Regions from separate parts of the Mus musculus genome. Here region 1 is linked to region 2. Evidence: chromatin contacts called from public promoter capture Hi-C data. All regions are on one chromosome and are shown on one strand. The core of a region is the stretch at or near the end of the contact, and the rest is flanking DNA. Distances in the headings are between cores, read along the strand shown. Region 1 holds the start of Pdyn (prodynorphin). Region 2 holds the start of Fahd2a (fumarylacetoacetate hydrolase domain containing 2A).

Evidence for each region. Promoter capture Hi-C pulls out the DNA fragments that hold promoters and counts their contacts.
Region 1: a contact with region 2 is called in a promoter capture Hi-C map of hippocampal neurons, with 2.1 times the contacts expected there. The contact joins the promoter of Pdyn here to the promoter of Fahd2a in region 2. A contact is called at or near these places in 2 of 39 promoter capture datasets (hippocampal neurons and liver).

Annotation. Positions count from the first base shown.
Region 1 is chr2:129,698,533-129,701,232 of GRCm38.p6, forward strand. Pdyn (prodynorphin) reads right to left here and starts at 1,406. Exons shown (of 4, transcript NM_018863.4): 1 at 1,176-1,406.
Region 2 is chr2:127,443,251-127,445,950 of GRCm38.p6, forward strand. It overlaps Fahd2a (fumarylacetoacetate hydrolase domain containing 2A), which reads right to left and starts at 1,315. Exons shown (of 8, transcript NM_029629.2): 1 at 1,167-1,315.

The sequences.
Region 1 (2,700 bases), core at 156-2,655, 2.3 Mb after region 2:
GGGAGCACTGGTGAGGTGAGCAGAGGAGGAGGGTGAGCAGAGCGTAGGCATGAAACCCCCATGACTAGGAACAGAAAAGGACTGACATTCTGAGAGGTTTTGCAACAGATCTTGACAGCAACGCCTGTCAGGTTAGAAAGATATCAGTGTGTATTTCACCAACCCTTGGCAGAAGGGTGATAATGAAGGTTTGCTCTCTGTGGGAGGGTACTCGAAACCAGATCCAATAACCTAAAGAGCTCGGAGGCTTTATTAAGGGATACTTGTAAATCTTGAGAGGTTCTCAGAAAACACACACACACACAGGGAAAAGTGACAAGACACAGAATTTACTGTTCAATCATGGAGGTGACTACAGTCGCCGTCTCTGAAGCTCGCCAGCTTTTTGCTGATGTCAAACTTTGGGGTTCTACAGCACTTTCTTTAAACATGAGCATTGCTATCAGAGAGCGGGTGACTTTCCTCAAAAGAGCCTCCACCAGCCTAACTTAGCTGCCTCCAGCGGTAGCGTGACTGTGATTTACAGGAAAGCAACAAGTCCTTTCACAGTGAAATTGACATGGGAAGTCCCCCTCAGACTGGGTATCCAGCCGAGCTCTTGCTTTCCTTTCTAGTTCCCTTTCAACCAAACAACCCCAGACTTCATTCTGAGTGAAATCAAAGGAAGCCACTCAAATCAGCACCTTGTCAGAGATTAAACGTGATTCAAAAAGAGTGAAAAAGGACGGCACTTATTTATGCATTGATGGTGCAGATCGGTACTTGGCAAATGCCGAGTCCTGAACCTCATTAACGTTCCCAACCTGTGTAAGCTAAGTCCAGTGAGAACGTTGACCTTTAAGATCATGCTAATTAGTGAAACCTCTCAGTTTTCCACTCAGGCTACCACCTTCTCCTCAGATCCTGAAAACTAGTGTGGGGACTGCTGTGTGGCAGAGGCGAAGCCCCGCTAGCACCTGTGGGCGCCAGGACTGTTCAGGGCATGGTTTCCAGAGGACAGGCAGCTCTTTGGACTCTCTGAGCTTCTGTAAGCTCACCTTGAAACTATGATTTCCCTGTGCTGAGTAACCAGACCCAAACCTAACTTCCCCCGTCCAAGCTCCCACCGGCGCCCCTGCATAGCACCAGGAGCACATGCATAAAGCCAGAGAGCCTGAGCGCCCTGCGGATCTTACCTGCTTACTGCTTTGTCCCTGGCAGGCTTCTGGCTGATCAGGTGGTAGGGTGGCCGATCCAAGATTCAGAAGGTACCCTGACTCTAGCTCAGAGAAGTGCCACAGAGGAAGCGACGAGGGCTACCAAATCCCCCTATGGCAGTTCTGGAGCCTTATTCCCCTTTTATAGATGAGAGTCTCCCCCTGTCGCTCAGCCCTCTCAGCGCTCGCTCACAGAGCACAGGCTGCCAGGAGCCAATGGGGGAGTGGCAGAGCAGTCAACGCTCAGACCCCCGGGTCCTTCCACTCAACTCCCTGGGCCCGAGTGAGACACAATAGCTGCTCCTGGTGATGTGGGTGTGGAGGAGGATGCTTTCGCGAAGCCCGGGGGTGGATTCTGGTGTAGCGCTGTTTGTCACTTTCAATGCGGCCACTTTTCAGCATCTCCAGGAGAGTGTCACAGGAAAACAGAGACAAAGGTGGGGGAAAGGCAGAGATAGGAGGAGACAGAGAGAGGCGCAGAGAGTCCAATAGAAAGGCAAAAAAAAGTTGAGAATCAGAGAATGGAAACAGAGAGAGGCATGTCTGAAGCACAAGGAAGCCTAGGCAAAGTAAGAGGAAAAGAGAAAGAGCCACAGCCACAGAGGCTATCAAAGATCAGGAGAAAAAGAGGAACAGGGGGTCGGAGGAGGAGGAATGCAAGAAACAAAGGCTGTCTCAAAATATAGGGAACCAAAGGATATGCTGAAGTGTTCAAAGCAGAGGTCTTGGTTATAGAAGAGGAACATTCAGCTCCATGTTGGCAGGGACACACACACACACACACACACACACACACACACACACACACACTAGCATGCATATGAGTGTACATTTGCCTGAGAGTGCCAGGTGACTTGGGCACCTGTCTGAGTTGATGCCAGACACTGCCTTTCCTCAACCAGAGGCTGCCGTTCAATATTCAGTTTTCTCTGGCAGCCCCTGGTTCTCACAAACAAGGATGGCTGCAAACACCTCCCAGAATACCCATGTCTCTGAGTTTGGAAGGAAACATGCTTGTCTCTGTAGTCAGCTGCAGAGATGTTCACCTTGTGGGGGGGGGGGGATAGCAGAGGCTGGCTGGGCAGTCCGTGTCATGAACACCTGGGTTGCACCAGGCAGTGAGCAAAGACATCAACTTTAATCCTCACATTCTGGCCAGGCGCAGAGGCAGAGGCTGGAGAGCTTAGAAACTGGACACAGAACACAGCAAGTCATCACCCAGACCTAGATGGATCTGGTCCTTCCCATCATCTACTGGACAAACGCCCACTCTGAGGACTTGGTTCTACAGTGTCTGTGACTTGATCTGTTTACCTGAACAAGGTCGATGACAGCTACAGCTAGTAGTAACATTGGATGTGTCAGCTTGGTCTCTGCCTCTGCCACCCATCTGTGCAGAGCCCTAAGTCAAGTGAGTGGGTTCAGCCTCAATCTGCTTATCTGTAGAATGGGGGAAAGAACCCCACTGGGATCTTGGCATAGTGAAAGGAGGAAATGCCAAAAG
Region 2 (2,700 bases), core at 65-2,564:
CTTTGTCTTAATCTAGGTCTGGTCTTCATTCCCTGTCAGAGTCCTCTCCCTTCTGGATAGCTTTCTTTTAAAACCAGTGTGGGGCTAGGAAGACAGCATGGCTGGTAAAATGTTTCCACTGAAAGCCTGAAGATCAGTTAAATCCCCAGAACCCACATAAAAAAGTTTGTACACAGTGGTCTATGCTTGTAATCCCAGTGCCGGATAGGTGGAGACAGGTAGATTCCTGGGGCTTGCTAGCCAGCCAGTCTAGCCTAATTGTTGAGTTTCAGGCCAATGAAAAACTCTGTCTCAAAGACTAAAGTACGCGTACGCGCACACGCACACGCACACACACACACACACACACACACACACGTCTTTATACTAAAAATGAGAGAGACTGCTAGACGTAGCTCCGTCAGTTCAGGGCTCTTGGTCCTCACCTGGTTGAGCCAACCTACCCTGTTCAGGATCACCAGAGTGCCAGCTTGCAAGTCTGGCCAGAAAACCAAAGGCTTTCCATCTCCTGCTCTGTCGTTTTACACAAGTACCGCCATGCCACAGTCCAAAGGCTGGTCCAGCATATGTGACCAGTCACACCATACACTAAAACAGTACTGTCCCAGGGAAAGCCAAGTGTCTCACTTGTGAGGTCTACTATAATTCTCTTGACGGTGGCTTGGCAGGTGCTGCTGGTCCAGTTTTACAGATGAACAAGCCAAGGCTTGGATAGGGTAAGAGGGGTTTGGTTTGCCTAAGGTTCAAGGGTCTTACAGCTAAAAGAAAATTGGCATTTGAATCCATGTCTAGATGACATTGAAGTTCTTAATTCAAAAGCAAGATACTTCTCAAGCAAGATAATCTAGTTTCAATCCTGCCTACTCCTCTCAGGTCCTAACTGCTACCAGCCCATGGTCATGGCCGTGGAGGTAAGGCAGAACACCTGCTCTCTGATAACTCTAAGCCCCGCTGATGATGAATCTGTGACGGGCGCTCACAGGTTATTTCATTCTCTCGAATCACTATGACTCGCAGCACAAAGGTCCCTTAGCAAACAGCACAGCAATGGGCAGCTTGAGGCGCTGCGCCGTGCGTGTGACCCTGCTGATCTGGGAACCGAGGTCAGCCACTCGGCTCCCAACGTCCGGTTCAACTCCCTCTGAGTTGGCCTAGCCTCAGTTTACCTGGTCGTTGCAGCCGGACTTGTCCGGCTTCCTGCGCTGTCAGCGGACGCCTGCGGAGCCGCAGGACAAGAGGGGAGGGCGGAGAAGCCACAGCCAGTACCGCTGCAAGCACTTAACTCTTCTCCAAGGAATATAGGGACCGCCCCTTCGCAGTCGCGATATGGTGACGTCACGAAGCTGTCGCCACCAGGAGGACACCTGCTTCCTCCCGGAAGTCCGCCCTCCTGCTGTTAGGTACTTCTTTTAGCCACAGAACTTCCAGCAGGTGCCTAGTGTGTGCATTTGGGGAGACCGTGGCTGGCTCCAGGGTGACCCTGGGATACCCAGGCTCGGAGAGAGCGCATCCGACCTTTGAGCTTCTAATTCTGGCCAGGCGCTGCTTCTGGGCCAGGCACCTACTCATAGTTGTCCAGGAAGCACTCTGGTAGACAGTAACAAGTAGTTTTGTGCTCTAATGTTGACCCACCAAGGACAGGGATGTCTATATGTGTTGTATTCGTGGAGAAAACATAAAGGCTAGGAGTGATTTTGCCCATGATGGCTCCTGAGCCAGTAAGGGCTCGTCCAACCACTTATTTAGTTGTCTTGGCAGGTATGAAGCGATTCTGAAGGCAAAAGACACTTGTGTCCTTCCTTCAGCTACTGGGCTTTCCCCCATGAATCTTGTGTGCTGGGGGAAAGAAAAGACTGAAGCTTGTGTGTGCCAGCTAGAGGAGGAGTTTTGTCACCCAGTAAGCTATATCACAGATTTGGCAACTGGTCAGACTATCTTGTGGGATAGACTGGAACTGAGATAATGGTGGATCAATAACCGGCAAGACCACACCTTGACCAAGACTGCTTAGTTATGTACACCACTTGCTTTCTATTTGAGAATCTGAACCTCATGTCGGGACTCCAAAGATGGACTTTGGGGAGTCACTGAACCTTTTCCCCTTTCCTTTCTTGTCTTTTCTCTTTTCTTTCCAGTGTGACCACATTGGCAAAGTCGTAGCCAGCTTTTCACCATTTTTTCTTTAATGCACACAGTGAAGACAGATGGTGGCCTGTCTACTTTTTAGGCTTGTCAGGGCTCACCAACTTCACCTACTTGTAGCAGCACCCTGTTCTTCACGAACCTTATTTTAGGGGGAAAAGGGTGTGTGTGGGGTGATGGGCAAGTCCAGGCAGCAGGCATTCGGGTGGAAACATCCTCTACAACCACACCCCGAGTCCTCTGGCCTATGAAAATGTAAAGGGGACTCTGAGAAGGAGCCTCCTAAGTGAATCAAGGTCCAGACAGAGCATCCGAGGCTTCCATTGCCCCAGGAAGAAGCACAGGCTTTTATTAGATTCCTCTTATTTTTTCCCAGTGAGGCTTTTTTTTTTTTTTTTTTTTTTTTTTTTTTTTTTTTGGTTTTGGTTTTTTGAGACAGGGTTTCTCTGTGTAGCCCTGGCTGTCCTGGAACTCACTCTGTAGACCAGGCTGGCCTCGAACTCAGAAATCCGCCTGCCTCTGCCTCCTGAGTGCTGGGATTAAAGGCATGCACCACCA